2 separate regions of the Mus musculus genome follow, and region 1 is linked to region 2. The links are chromatin contacts, called in public promoter capture Hi-C maps. All regions are on one chromosome and are shown on one strand. Each heading gives the region's core, a stretch centred on a gene start, on an enhancer-like site or on the middle of the called end of the contact. The rest is flanking DNA. Distances are from core to core; before and after follow the strand shown. Region 1 holds the start of Bach2os (BTB and CNC homology 2, opposite strand). Region 2 has its middle 73 kb from the start of n-TGccc3.

What was found. Promoter capture Hi-C pulls out the DNA fragments that hold promoters and counts their contacts.
Region 1: a promoter capture Hi-C map of liver shows a contact between it and region 2, with 10 times the contacts expected there. The contact joins the promoter of Bach2os here to the enhancer-like site in region 2. A contact is called at or near these places in 12 of 39 promoter capture datasets (the 3T3-L1 cell line, 3T3-L1-derived adipocytes, the C10 cell line and 7 more), 13 of 484 Hi-C or Micro-C datasets (3T3-L1-derived adipocytes, the C2C12 cell line, CD4 T cells and 7 more), 14 of 115 datasets of contacts at active chromatin or transcription factors (CD8 T cells, the NIH/3T3 cell line, Th17 cells and 10 more) and 4 of 9 other capture datasets (adipose tissue, embryonic stem cells, liver and 1 more).

What each region holds. Positions count from the first base shown.
Region 1 is chr4:32,568,444-32,574,646 of GRCm38.p6, reverse strand. It overlaps Bach2os (BTB and CNC homology 2, opposite strand), which reads left to right and starts at 2,985. Exons shown (of 5, transcript NR_026843.1): 1 at 2,985-3,063. The region is part of intron 3 of Bach2 (BTB and CNC homology, basic leucine zipper transcription factor 2); the gene reads right to left.
Region 2 is chr4:32,299,919-32,306,911 of GRCm38.p6, reverse strand. It overlaps a transcript of Bach2 not described here. Among named protein-coding and RNA genes, the nearest start is that of n-TGccc3, 73 kb to the right of the region's middle. RefSeq lists an enhancer at 1,502-5,009. Within about 2 kb of position 2,976, at least 247 of the 459 cell types and tissues checked have an H3K27ac peak or open chromatin away from gene starts, as enhancers often do. A contact at or near this core is called in the C2C12 cell line, the NIH/3T3 cell line, VIP interneurons and 14 more, where this site is marked.

The sequences.
Region 1 (6,203 bases), core at 1,736-4,235, 270 kb before region 2:
TCATGGGAAGTACTGAAAGCAAGTAGTGATTAATACTTCTCTTATTTCCAATACAAGTAAGATGAAATATTCGTATAACCAAACAGTACAAACACACACAAGTCGGCCAGCCTGGTGGTGTATAGCTCTAATCCCAACACTCAGGAGGATTGCCATGCATCTGAGCATAGCATGGGCTACAGAGTAAGTGGGGAGCCAGTCTGGCCTACATAGTGAGACCTTGTCTCAACACACACACACACACACACACACACACACACACACAGATTATAATGTTATCATTTCCTGAGGTTCCTTTGAAGCAAATGGCATTAAAAATATTGTAAACTGTGTTAGTTCTTCCAATGTTGCAGAACTTTTGTAAGAAAGACCATGGTTTATCAAAGCCCCTGCTACAAGACACACAACCGGAATTCAACAAAATGGCCAAAGTGATCTTCTAAAGACCGATGTACAGATGGGGAAGGAAGACTGAGCCCAGCACACCTTGAAGACACTGCAGAGATGCACCAGTCAGTGAGAGTCTTTTTTACTCACACAGAACCCAAGGTGACATCCTGGGTAGGAGGAGTCAGAGCTGGGCTTTAGTTCTCACACAGGAGAGAGGTGACATCACCCCTCTGACCCTCAGTGTCCTCGTGCAAAACAAGGTACGCTTCTCAGGTTAGTGTTATGCTAGGCACTTTGTCAGGATATGGTTTTTAAAATTACGTTTTCTTTTACAGGGTAATTCTGTTATTTCTCTGACACGATGCATATTCCTTCCTTCTGATAAACACCTTGCTGGACGATGTCATGTGTTCTCGAAGTTAAGCCTTGAAGGGCACTGAGACTTGTACTTTGTCCTGTTTCACTGGCTGCTCAGTAGGGCAGACCTGGCATCTCCAGCTCACAGCACTATCCTGCCAGTTCTGTGAATGGAAGCATGCTCATTGCTTATGAGGTTTTATTTAATTATTCTGAACTCAGTTCACTCCTCTAGCTAGACAGGCCCTGGGAATGACACTCAGTTTCCATGCTTAGTGGCTGCCCCTTTTACCCGAGGAACCACCTTGCCAGCCCAGAAGTGAATTCTTGAAGCCACTGAGACCCGCAGAGGACTGTAACCCCAGCCAACACCCGATCTGAGCCAGAAATGCTCATGAGGGCCAGCTCAGTTCCTGACACACAGAACGTGTGAGAGCTGTTGAATGACCACTGCTACTGTAAGCCATTAAGGTTTAGGCACGATTCCTACTTTTAAGTCCTTCACAAGTCAAGGTAAATATTTTTAAAAGAGAGGATGGCAGGGGTGGGAGAGATGGCTCGATAGTTAAGAACACCTGCTATTCTTCCAGAGGACCCAGGTTTGATTTCCAGCACACACACACACACACACACACACACACACACACGAACATACATGGCAGCTCACAATCATCTGTGGCTACAGTTTCAGGGAATCCAATACCCTCTTCTGGTCTCTGTTGGCCCCAGACACACACGTGGTACAGACAGACATACACACAAACAACTATAAAATAGAAATAAATAAATAAAACTCCACAACAATGAAGAGAGGATATCACAACTCTGGAGGTGTCTTCTCTGTTGTTTAATTTTAGTATGTATTATTTTGTAAGAACGGCAACTATGGAGACCTGATGCAGGGAGTGGTCCTCATCTATAAACACAAGAAGTGAAGGTATGGAAATTAGGAATTCAAGGTCATCCTTAGCTACAAACTGACAAACTGAGTTTAAGGCCAGCATGGGCTACTGAAGACCCTAATTGTTTTGTGTGAAAACATTGACTTTGTGTCTGATGCAGAAGCTGAGAGCAAGCCCAGGCTCTCTCTCTCTCTAGGGCCTTGTCAGTCTCCATGGGGTTTGGAGTTCAGGTCGGTGACATTTTTAAAAAATGATTTATTTATTTTATATATTTGAGTACACTGTCACTGTCTTTAGACACATCAGAAGAGGACTTCAGATACCATTACAGATGGTTGAGAACCACTGTGTGGGTGCTGGGAATTGAACTCAGGACCTCCGGAAGAGCAGCTGGCGCTCTTAACCACTGAGCCATCTCTCCAGCCCCAGGTCTGTGACTTTTAACAGCTTCTCTCTGCCCTTCCTTGCTAAGGCGGTGCTGATGGTTTGGGAACTTCTGCAGTTACATCTGTTTCTGCAACTCCTGCACAGTTATGACCTCAGCAATCTTAGCACTTGGGAGGAGGTGGAGGCAGGAAGATTAAGGCCACCCTCAGAGGCCTGTGGAGTTCCAGGCCAGCCCAGGCTATTAGACCCAGCTCAGGTTGCTTAGGTTTTTTTCTCATATTCAATTTCTTGGCTTGGCCAGCAGATGGCAATGTAAGCCTAAATGTCATGTGCTAGGCTAACCTTTAATACTAACACCAGTCAGAGAGGCTAAACTTACAAGTGTATGTCAGTCAGGTGTGTTGTGTTACACCTTTAATCCCAGCACTTGAGAGGCAGAGGCAGGTGGATCTCTGAGTTTGAGCCTAGCCAAGGTTAAATACCGAGAGCTTGTTTCAGAAAAACTCAACCAACACCCCCACCCCTGCAAGAAACCAAAAAATTGAAAGCGGCCACATTAAATAAAGTAAAAACAAAACAAAACAAAACAATCCAGGTGAGTTTCATTTTAAGAACATGTCATTTATCCCAGTGTATAAAATATTTCTAATGTAATCTATACAAGTTATTTACAAAAAATTCAATGATGAAAAATTAAAATCTAAAGCACATTTTATTGTTCCAGTATTGTTCCACAATTCAGATGGGTCCCCACAAAAGGCTTGCTAGACATGTGTAGGACGTGCCCAGGAATCTTACAGATCTCTCAGGAAAAAGAGTCACTGGAGAAAGCATGTGGGCCTGGGTTTATTGGTGAAGAAAGCAACTTCCTGTTAGGATTCAGAGGGTGGAGTGTTGAGTCTGTGTTCTTTAAGAGGTCAAGGGTATGGCTAGTCTGCCCTGAATCTGGGAGTTATCTGTTGGTTGCATCAGATAGTCATGAGGCTCAGTCCTGGTATTTGTGCCCAGTTGATCACCATGCACAAAGGTAAGCACACTAAAGAATCATTTGCCTTTCCTAGGGCCGGGTGAAAATTCTGTCGGGTTACTTCCTAGCTGTGCACTTACTCCATGTGGCACTTACTATGCCTCCCATGTGGTGAGTGCAGGCAGGACAAATGGCTCCTTTGCAGGCTGTTGGAAAGGCCTTTGCCTGTGGGGCTGTTTCTCCTAGGCTTCCAATGATACAGTGCACTGTTTATCTCCATTTTCCAAGCTTTGGATAACAGACACTCAGATCCTAGATGGTGCCCCAGCAGCACACAGGTCGTCAGTTGGAGACATAGCACCTGGGCATCACAAAAGCTGTGCACCCTTGGGGCTCAGGGGACTTCTATTTCCACTGACAGCAGAGCCATCTTACTTCAGCTCCAGACTGTATTTGCTTACTTGCAGAAAGAAAACATGCCACAGAGCAGATCACAAGGAAAGTCTAAAGGGCTTCCGCACCGAGCGCTACTGTATTTAAAGCCATCTAGACAGCAAACACAGACCAGGTAGACAGGATGGAAGGTTGGCGGGGGAAAGGGAAAATCAACAATGGCAGTGTCAAAGTCCTTGGAGCAAAAGCAAACCACACATGGAATTTCATCAGGGATTGTTGCAATCGGGCTTCGTTTTTAAAGACGGTCAGTGGAGAAGAAAACAGTCAGCCATACATCTTCTTCTCTCTCAGGGGGAAGGGAGCCCTCACTCTTGTGCTGGGTTCTGTTTGTAGATCTGCTAGCCACACAGCAAGGAGGAACTTACACTGACCAGCAGGTGGGAGCACCTGCCTTGTTCCTCAAGGGATGCGGAGGCTCAACCTCAGCCCTCGGCTGTTTCCAAGGCAACGGGCGGGCATTCCTGGAGATGAGGGGCAGCCCTGGGCCTTTCCAGAGGAATATTTTCACAAGCTTTTGTGTGCATCCATGTACCCCACACAGGGCTGAAAACTAGGTAATGTGACAACGTCTTGGAAAGCCGACCAGCTGCGAGAAAGCTCACGCCTCTGCTCTTTCCTCCAGGAGATTAATACAACGTACACAAGCTTGTACAGCTTGCTGTTTGAGTCAGTGCTCCTGCCTAACATATCCTTCCAGACGGTACTTCTCATCAGAGGTGTTTACTCTCTGGGTCCCCAGAGACAGCACAGAGTAGACAATATGACACAATGAAACATTCTGCTAACTCTCGCCCCCACCTGTCCGAATAGCCTGCTGTTATGGCCAGTGGACTCTGGGCAGGGAGGCTGCACGGTAGACAGGCCTGGGAGATTTGTAGGCGATGAATCTCTTTAGTTGTGGACTGCTTTGGTTTTTGGTTAAGGCTTGGAGACAGAGGAATAGTCACTGAGTCAGCAGGCCAAATGTGAAAGAGGGTACTATTGGCCACTGCTGCGGTTTGCACAATATGTTCCTGTTGGTCATACCAGTCTTGCCAAAGTGCTGACTCTCTCCCTGCCTCTGGAACCCACAGGAAGTGCAGGATTAGAGGTCATTTTTCAGTATGGGACCTACACTGCTCGCCAGCAATGCCCGGAGGAAGGTTAGACTTTGTGGGAGTCCCAGCTTTTTAGCAGTCTGTGAAATCAATTCCTGCAGTTTGTAGCCAGGGACCCCTGACCTAGAGATGGCAAAGGGCAGAGAACCTTCTGCATGAGACCTAACCTGCCTTCTCGGCACACTTACATGGCCAGAGAGAAAACCTAGACAGGGAGGCTGGGAGATCACTGCTGCCTAACGACTGCCCACATCCTGTAGCCTAAACCATTTCCCTCATTTCAATTAAGATATCACTGAAAAGCTAATTTCCTATAAAGAATTCAAAGATGAGACAAAAGAGGAAAAGTTCCTGCTCTTAAGCAATGCTTATTCTGCCCTGGTGCATTTCTCTACAATGTTTGCTCTGCACAGTTTTTATGGAATTGTGACAGTGACACTCTGCCCATCTCATCCCACCAAACTTTTAGGCACACATTTCACTTGCCCGTTACCTCTGGTTTGCTGGGCAGAGACTACTGAAGGAGGAGGGTAGAGAAGTAGATTTGGAAGCAAAAGCCAAAACCAAGAATCTGTTTCTTCTACGAGTCCCAGGAGCAGAGCGGCCTGTGGAACCTTTCCTGCTTTGATATTTTGTTCTCATCAGACATGAGCTGAAGCCACAGGCGTACAGGGCCAGGCTGAGTGGGCACCCTGGAGACCATGGCAATGTACTGGCTCTCCAAGATGCTTCTGCGCCATGTTATCCCCAGGGTATCTGAGATTCACTCCTAAGACCACAGGAATTAGCATTGTGGTCCCAGGAAATCCATTCTCTCTGTTCCAGACCTCTTGAGGGTCTGTGAGTCAGAGATAATAATTGCTCCACTCAGCTTCTGGGCTTGCTATGAGAAATAAAATCGGGCAATAGAAAGGAATTGCCTTGTGAGCGAGGTGAGGCACATCTTTCTTTGTCATATGGTTTCCTCTTCCAGGCATATAACATTAGGAATTCCAAACACTGAGCATGTTCTAGACAACATGAAAACACTGTTTTAATCATGAATACAGTCGACTCCTATGCTGCCATTCAAAGCCGTCTTTTTATTAAGCAGAGCAATTACAGGCACTTGTAAAAACATGCTTCATTTACGGAACCACAGAAATAATTGTAAAAATCTTACACAGAAAGCTATCCAGTCAGTTGGGAAGAAGAAGGGGTTTGGTGGGAAGGGGCGGGGGGATGAGAGATGGTAATTGGGGTTGAAAACGATCAAATTATTATATATTTTTTGGATTTGACAATGACACTGTTTATTTGTCCCCAGAACTTTGCATGGGTCACATCATGGTATTCATTACCAGAATCCACATCAAGACATGTAACAAAGTGACCTTCGAATTAGAGCTGTGGGTGCATGTTTCAAATTTTTAAAAATAAACTTTATTATAAAACTAAATGTCTTAGTCAATGGCTTATTGCTGTGAGGAGACAGCATGACCATAGCAACTCTTCTAAAGGAAACCATTTAGTTGTCCTATCCTACAGTTTCAGAGGTTTGGTCATGGCAGGAAGCATGGAGGCTAATGCTGGAGCAGTAGCTGAGAGCTCTACAGAAAATGATCAAAATTTGTGATGTGGTGGTGCACACCTCTAACGCCAGCATTT
Region 2 (6,993 bases), core at 1,727-4,226:
ATTCTTAAACTCTTCCTCCTAATGGTAGTCAGGTGAGAAAGAGCTTAAGGAAAGCCCGGGCCTGTCAAGCCATTCTTGGCAGGAGCCTTCCAGGCAAGGAAGCAGTCGGTCTTAGGTTTATGTTTGCATAATTTACAACTGGATGATGGAATGCTGACACTGGTGGGACAAGAAACAGCAAGGGCACAGTCACATACTATGTCACCAGCAGGAACTGTAGGGCTGCCTGCTTTCTCCAACAACAGCTCAGCTCAGGGGACTGGCACAGACACAGCCAGGCCACGTCCCTCAGGGGCTCCTCTGATCTCATTATAGCAGTTGACACCAGTCCTCACAAAATAAACAGGAAATGTATGCCTGCCTCTCCTGTGGAAAGGCACACATTCCTTCTCAAGGAGACTGCAGTCACCAGCATGGGAAGGAAGTCGGCTCTGCTCCTAAGAAGAAAGCCTACCCTATCGGCCTTTCTCTTTCTGGGATGGGATACAGAGTGGGTGAGCTTAAGGCTCCAGCTCTGGGTGCTGTGAAAATGAGACATTTCCTTGCTGCTGATATCAACATTCCAGGGCTCTGATAGCAGGGCCACTTCCTCTGGTGTAACTCTGGGGAAAGACCTATGATATAGCCTGGAGGGATTTTACCTGCTGAGACCAGAGTACAAGAAAGGGGCTGTTCTTCAAGAACAAAATCCAGGTCTCAGTTTCTCTCTCTCTCTGTCTCCCTCTCCTCCTTTCCCTCCCCAATCCACATGCGTGCGTGCGTGCGTGCGTGCGTGCGTGTGTGTGTGTGTGTGTGTGTGTGTGTGTGTGTGTGTGTGTGTGTGTAAGAGAGAGACAGAGACAGACAGACAGAATTCTCCCTAAAATCATTTGTTTGCTATGTAGGAAACTTTATATACCTAATATTTCCATTTCAAATGCTGAGTTTACCTATAAACTACAAGCTCAGTGGTAAAGCACAGATCCAGCGCGTGCTGTGGTTTGAACAAAAAATGACCCCAGGGTCTGGCGGTGCAGCCTTGTTGGAGGAAGTACATCACTGGGGCAGGCTTTGAAATGAAAAGGCCTCCTTTACCTCCAGTTTGCTCTCACTACTTCATGCTTGGGGTTCAAGATGTGAGGTCTCAGCTATAGTGCATTCTCCATAATTATTACCTGGTCCAAACTATCAGCCACGCGGTAAGAGATGCCCTGCTGGAGAGGGAAGACTCGATGTTATAAAGTAGGGTTAAAACAAAGCCACTTCAAAATAATGATAATGTCGCTGCTGTGTAGTCTGGGATTCCTAAAATGCACAACAGCCACAAAAATGTCCTCATTCTTCCTTCAAGCATAATAACTCAAAGCGGCCCTGTAAGAGCGCAGCGGAATCACCGGAGCAGCGTGAAGGGACGTGGAGGGGTGTGAGCGTCAGAGCGTCTGATCAGCAACACTGTGAGCGCTGTGCTTGTTCTAGTTGAAGCTGTTTCTGCATGCTGACTACTCCAGTTCACTGGTGACTAGCAACAGCAGGAATGTGAGAGCTCCGTTCCAGAATTACTGAAACCACCCAGGCAACTTAAATACATTTCCGTCTCAAAACATCGGCAAAATGTTCCAACTTTTAAAATGCTAACAAAATATGAGGAGCCATGGTGAAGTTGACCTACATTCTAGGGAGGCTGAGAAGGGGGCGGGGAAGGCTGCACTAGTGGAGTTCAGAATAAATGCAAGGTTGCGGGGATGCTGTCTATGAAGTCACTCCCTCGTCTCTCCATTTCCATTTCAGTGTCCATGTATTTCCTGATCTCTGCACTGTGTGCTTTCTTCCATTGGACGGATCGCACACTTAGATAACTTGGTCGTTTTTCTCTTAGGCAGACTTTCATTCTGCAAAACCGGGAGAATTCCTGCACTATTGTATATAAACTAATTCAAACTTTATGAATGAGCAGCGGGGACCGTTTCCACGGACTGTTTTAAAGGCCTGTGGTACCAAGAGTAAGCAAAACCGATCCATGAAGTTAATGCTGCTTCCCATAATGTAGAATCTGGTTCTTCTCACTGTCCAAATGCTAAAGGAGAAACTAGTGCCATGGTGGGGGTGCTGGCAGGGTGGGGGGAAACAATGCCTTCCTCAGCGTTTCAAAACCGTTCACATCAGCTTGAGCACGGAAGCCATAGGAAAAGCTCTGTTTTACCTACCGTAATTACGGTATACCTCACAGCAACTCTCCACATTATCCACTTTCCCCCCTCCACTCAACTTCTCTCAATGATCTCTGGAAACCATTAACCAAAAGTCCTGGTCCAATTTTCCTCTTCCCCCTCCTCTGTGTCCTCAGTCTTGCTGGCGTCCAGACAAAGCAAACTTGTATTACATCACAAAGCAAACTCATTTTTTTCTCTAAAGCAGCCCATTGGTCAGTTACCGCTACTGGAACCAACACTGTCACAGTGTGGTCTTTGTTACTGAGTGCTGCTTGTAAAAAATATATATATACATACATATAAGTTTCCCAGTACTGCTTTCCTCTGCTAAAAAGAGGAAGCGTCTAGCCGGGTTCCACCCATGCAGTAAACTAGACATTACCTTATATACAAGAGCCTCTATGGCATTCCTCGGGCACTGACTGCTGCAGAATTCCTGCACTAGGCTGCACGCTGCAGGCCACAAGCTTCCCTGGCTCACTCACCCTCCTTTCTGCTTTGGCTGCTCTACTCTATCTATCTATCTATCTATCTATCTATCTATCTATCTATCTATCTATCTATCTATCTATCTTTCTTTCTTTCTTTCTTTCTTTCTCTCTCTCTCTCTCTCTCTCTCTCTCTCTTTCTTTCTTTCTTTCTTTTTTTCTCTCCTTCCTTCTTTCTGTCTCATTTCCACTGCCTCACTGTGTTTTTGTGTAAATGCTCTCTCTCACATGACTCAACAAATCCATCTGCCCGAAGCAGGCCAAGTCTGGAGCCCTCCCAGGAGGGAGGAGAAGAATTGCTTTGTGGAAAGGACTTGGAGCGCTGCCCTTCCTCTGGCTCGAATTACCCGCCTGTCAGGCCTGACGGATCTGGCTAAAAATAAAAGGAAGCGGGCTGTGAAAAGCAGATGAATGGGCTCAGCAGCTCCTCAGATAACACAGACCTGCTGTTGCCCAGAGCTTCCCAAACAGAAACTTCAAATGTGCGACCTCTGAGTGCAGCTATGTGGCTTCCAGGTGATCATGCTGTCTGACCCACCAGAGTGGTGTCGCAGCCTGGATTTTGATTTTAGCACCCCCCCCAACCTCAGTGTGTGTGTGTGTGTGTGTGTGTGTGTGTGTGTGTGTGTGTGTGTGTGTGTTAGAAAGAAAGAGAAATAGGAAGAGAAGGGGAAATAAAGTCTCGTACAAAAAGGTTCTCAGAGCACAGCTGAATTCAGTGGAGTGATGGCTTCTCACGTTTTAAAACAATATTGTTTCCACTACAAAATTCTCCTCCACACCAGACATTTTCAGTCTCCCGATGATGTCACTCCTCCATTCAGAGCCAGCAAAGAGTTAACAGTCCTTCTTGTAAGTGTATGGCCAGCGCCTGCAGTGGGTATTAAGCACTTAGGTTTGCCATGTAATGACACACTGTAACAATCTGTAATATGAAACATCAGCAAAGCTCTGGCTCTGAGGCTCGCTCTCCCCACCATTAGCCATATGTTTGGCTCCTCAGATAGCCAAGCGGGTGTTCCAGCATGCCATCTGGTTTCTATCCACACAGGCAACTGCAAAGCAAGGGCTGTACCCCTCTGGAGCTGTGTGTTTCTTATCCCTGTCCTCCCCTTTCCCCCCTCCCAGCTCCTTGGTTCCCTTGCAAGAGAATTCTCTGCCATTCATCACATGCAAAGAAAATGTTACCTGACCTGGCAGCAGTGGAGCCATTAAGAATGCACAGCTGAACTGTAAACACGCCAGAGGGTCCTTTACAGAATCTCCTCAAGTCAGTCTCCCCCCCCCCACACACACACATTCTCTACTCCTTCCTCATCCCCTATGACTGCAGACACTTGATCCAGCATGTTAAAAATAGGTACATTCTTGATAGAACCAGAGTTTGCTGTGGTGCCCTTCACAGTCACTTCACATACTGACAGGAAGGCTTTAACTCACACATGTGTGAGTGCGCACTCGCTCGCACACACACACACACACACACAGGCAAACGCATGTTTGTCTCAACATTCAATTAGCTTGGTGTCAGTGTCACACAGGATGACACACCCCTGACTCACTTCAGGAATCAATCCCTCCTGCTCCTAGGTATTCGACTGCTATTGTTTAATTTTCTGATGGTTCTTTCCACTTCAAGACACGAAACAGGGAGACAGATGAGGCAGGCACTCTGGAACAGGAGCTCGCAGCCATTTTCAGGCAACTGATGACTGACCGAAGAATGCCTTCTTCCTTCTGCATTTTCCAGGGGTGAAAGCACACAGCAAAAATAATCTCCCTCCTCTTGCCTGAACCCCTGATGCCGGGATTACAAATGTGTTATGTGTGTTATGCTGGGTGATGTGGTGCTGCGGATCAAACCTAGGGCTTTGTTCATGCTAGATAAGTACTCTGCCAACATAGCTGCTTCCCCAGGCCTGCACTTTAACAGCATGCAGAAATGGTACATGCTGTTGGAACTGATAGGATTTTCCTAGAGCTTCGCCTTCACAGGATTTGAAGCACTCTATACTCTTTTAACTGCATATTGGGGTATCTGATATACATAAAAATTGTCTCCTTGTTTCTGTAGAAATTGCAATTCATTTTGCTGCATTAAGAGATCATTAATTAGGGATTAATATTTGCCACATCTTATTTAAAACGCTGGTTTCTTACATACGAAAAAACGAAAGAAAGACTATCATTAGAAAGTGACTCACCAGAATGTCAGATTGTCCCACATGGTAGACTGGAGAGGATCTGTCAGGGAGTTCTGTTTATTCAGTCTAACAAGGGTGCCAGGAAGGCCACTAACTATGCAAACTTCTTAAGCCCACTGCCTTTGTGGATCCATACTTTCGTAATCACAATATACGCTGCATTAGCTAACAGAGCCATTAAGATTCTGTTTTTGCAGGTTTTAGAGAATGATGCCAAAGAGAACTTGTAATTTAGAAAGCTTTAGGAAATAACCCAGATGATTAGCCCAAATATATATAAAATATATATTATAAGTAATATATATTATAGTACAACAGTATGCATATATTATTTTAATATGCTCTGTCTTAATATACAAATTATTAATGAGATATTTTACATTTTACACTGGCTCTTGAAATAATATGGACTGTTCACATATAGCATCTACCAATGTGCACTAGTCTTAATTCCAGGACTTTGGCTACCTGTGGATAGTGGTGACTGCTGGGCAGCAGAGATACAGATTTTATACACAGTATAGGTCAAAGGATGTACAGATGTTTTCTCATAAGCAATAGCACAAGATCCAAGTGTAGGAGAGGGAGGCTGAGTCTGGGAAATGGATTTAAGCTGCTTGCACAGTCAATGCCAAGAATGAGGAAAAGGTTATAGCTTAGGGCCAGGACAGGAAAAATAGGGTGGCCTGAAAGAGTCAACCAAAGGATATTTCTAGAAATAAATCAGGGGGAAAAAAGACTTGTCACTTAGAGAGATGAAAGAAAGGGAAATGTCCAATAGGGATGTGGTTATTTGTTGTTGTTGGTGGTGGTAGTGGTAGGTTGTCTCTCTGTGTGTCTGCGTATCTGTGTATACGTGTTTTAATGTTATAACGCATGTTTTCAGTGAAATGTCACTGAATGCATGTTTAAGGTAAAATCTAGATATGTCTCTGCAGTTGAGTAAAAGCTATTGACTAAACCCTTGCTAAGTATTGCTCATGGGTGAGGCAGTGCTACGCACTAGGGGCGGCAAAGCTTTGGGACAGCTGAACCTTCTGTTGTTTCCAAGACAGGATCTCTAGTGTGTGGGGTCCATGCTGACCTTAACATCACTAGGAAGCTCTTGCAGGCCTCGGACTCACGATCGTCCTGTACCTACCTACCAGCGCACACACAACACATGGCCACAAGCATTACTTCTGAGGGGCTCGAATATGATGTCGGGGACTGAATAGCAAAGGAGAGGAATGTCTTAGAGGCCTACAAGATGCTAAATGTAACTTAGAATTTTTTTCTATAAAGTATTCAACAGACTTCTGCTTTGGTTCGGAGTGGGTCTTTCAGGCAGCAGAGTCCACACCAACTGACTTGACATGATTCAGGATTTGAGTTCCTGTTTGTATTCAGCTGTGCTGAATTAAGAAAATCCCAATACAGGCAACCACAGAGATTGATCACTCACTATCTGAACCGTATGATAAAAATGTGGAGAAATTTTCAGACAAGGCCCGGCTCTCTGCTCTCTTATTGCTGGCTCAGAATCCAACTTGACAGGAAGAAAACTGAATGCTTTGCTAGGTCAAACACTATGGGCAGTGCCTGCCCCGTATTCCGGAGAGGAGCAGACGTGACAAGCAAGCTAGCCAGGTTTTGCCAGGCTTTGCAGTCTTTCATTTGATGATTTGCTATTCTGCCTCAAATTCCTCCAAATGCTTAAAAAATTAAGTCAGATTTAATTGCAAAGTTTAATAACTTGTGTAATTAATTGAGTGTGTAGTCCAACAACTGTTCAAACTCCTTAAAACAAGGAACATTTGAGACATACAGTGAGTTCGGTCTCTGGGTTGCCAACCTGCACAGATGACTGCAGCCCACAGGGCTCCAAAGCCTGGGCAGGTGATCCACTTGCTGAATAAGTGTGACAGAAGCAATCTGATGGCTCAATTTATGAGTAGAATCAGGCTAGAATCTATACAACACGGCTATGCAAGTTCCTGAGCAGTGGTAACTTCTGGGCTTGCTAATTCCAGTTGTCAACATGACACGCCTGGGAAGAGGGACTCTCCAGTGAGGAACTGTCTCCTTTGGAACGGCCAGTAAGTGTATCTGTGGGGCATTTTGTTGGTTGCC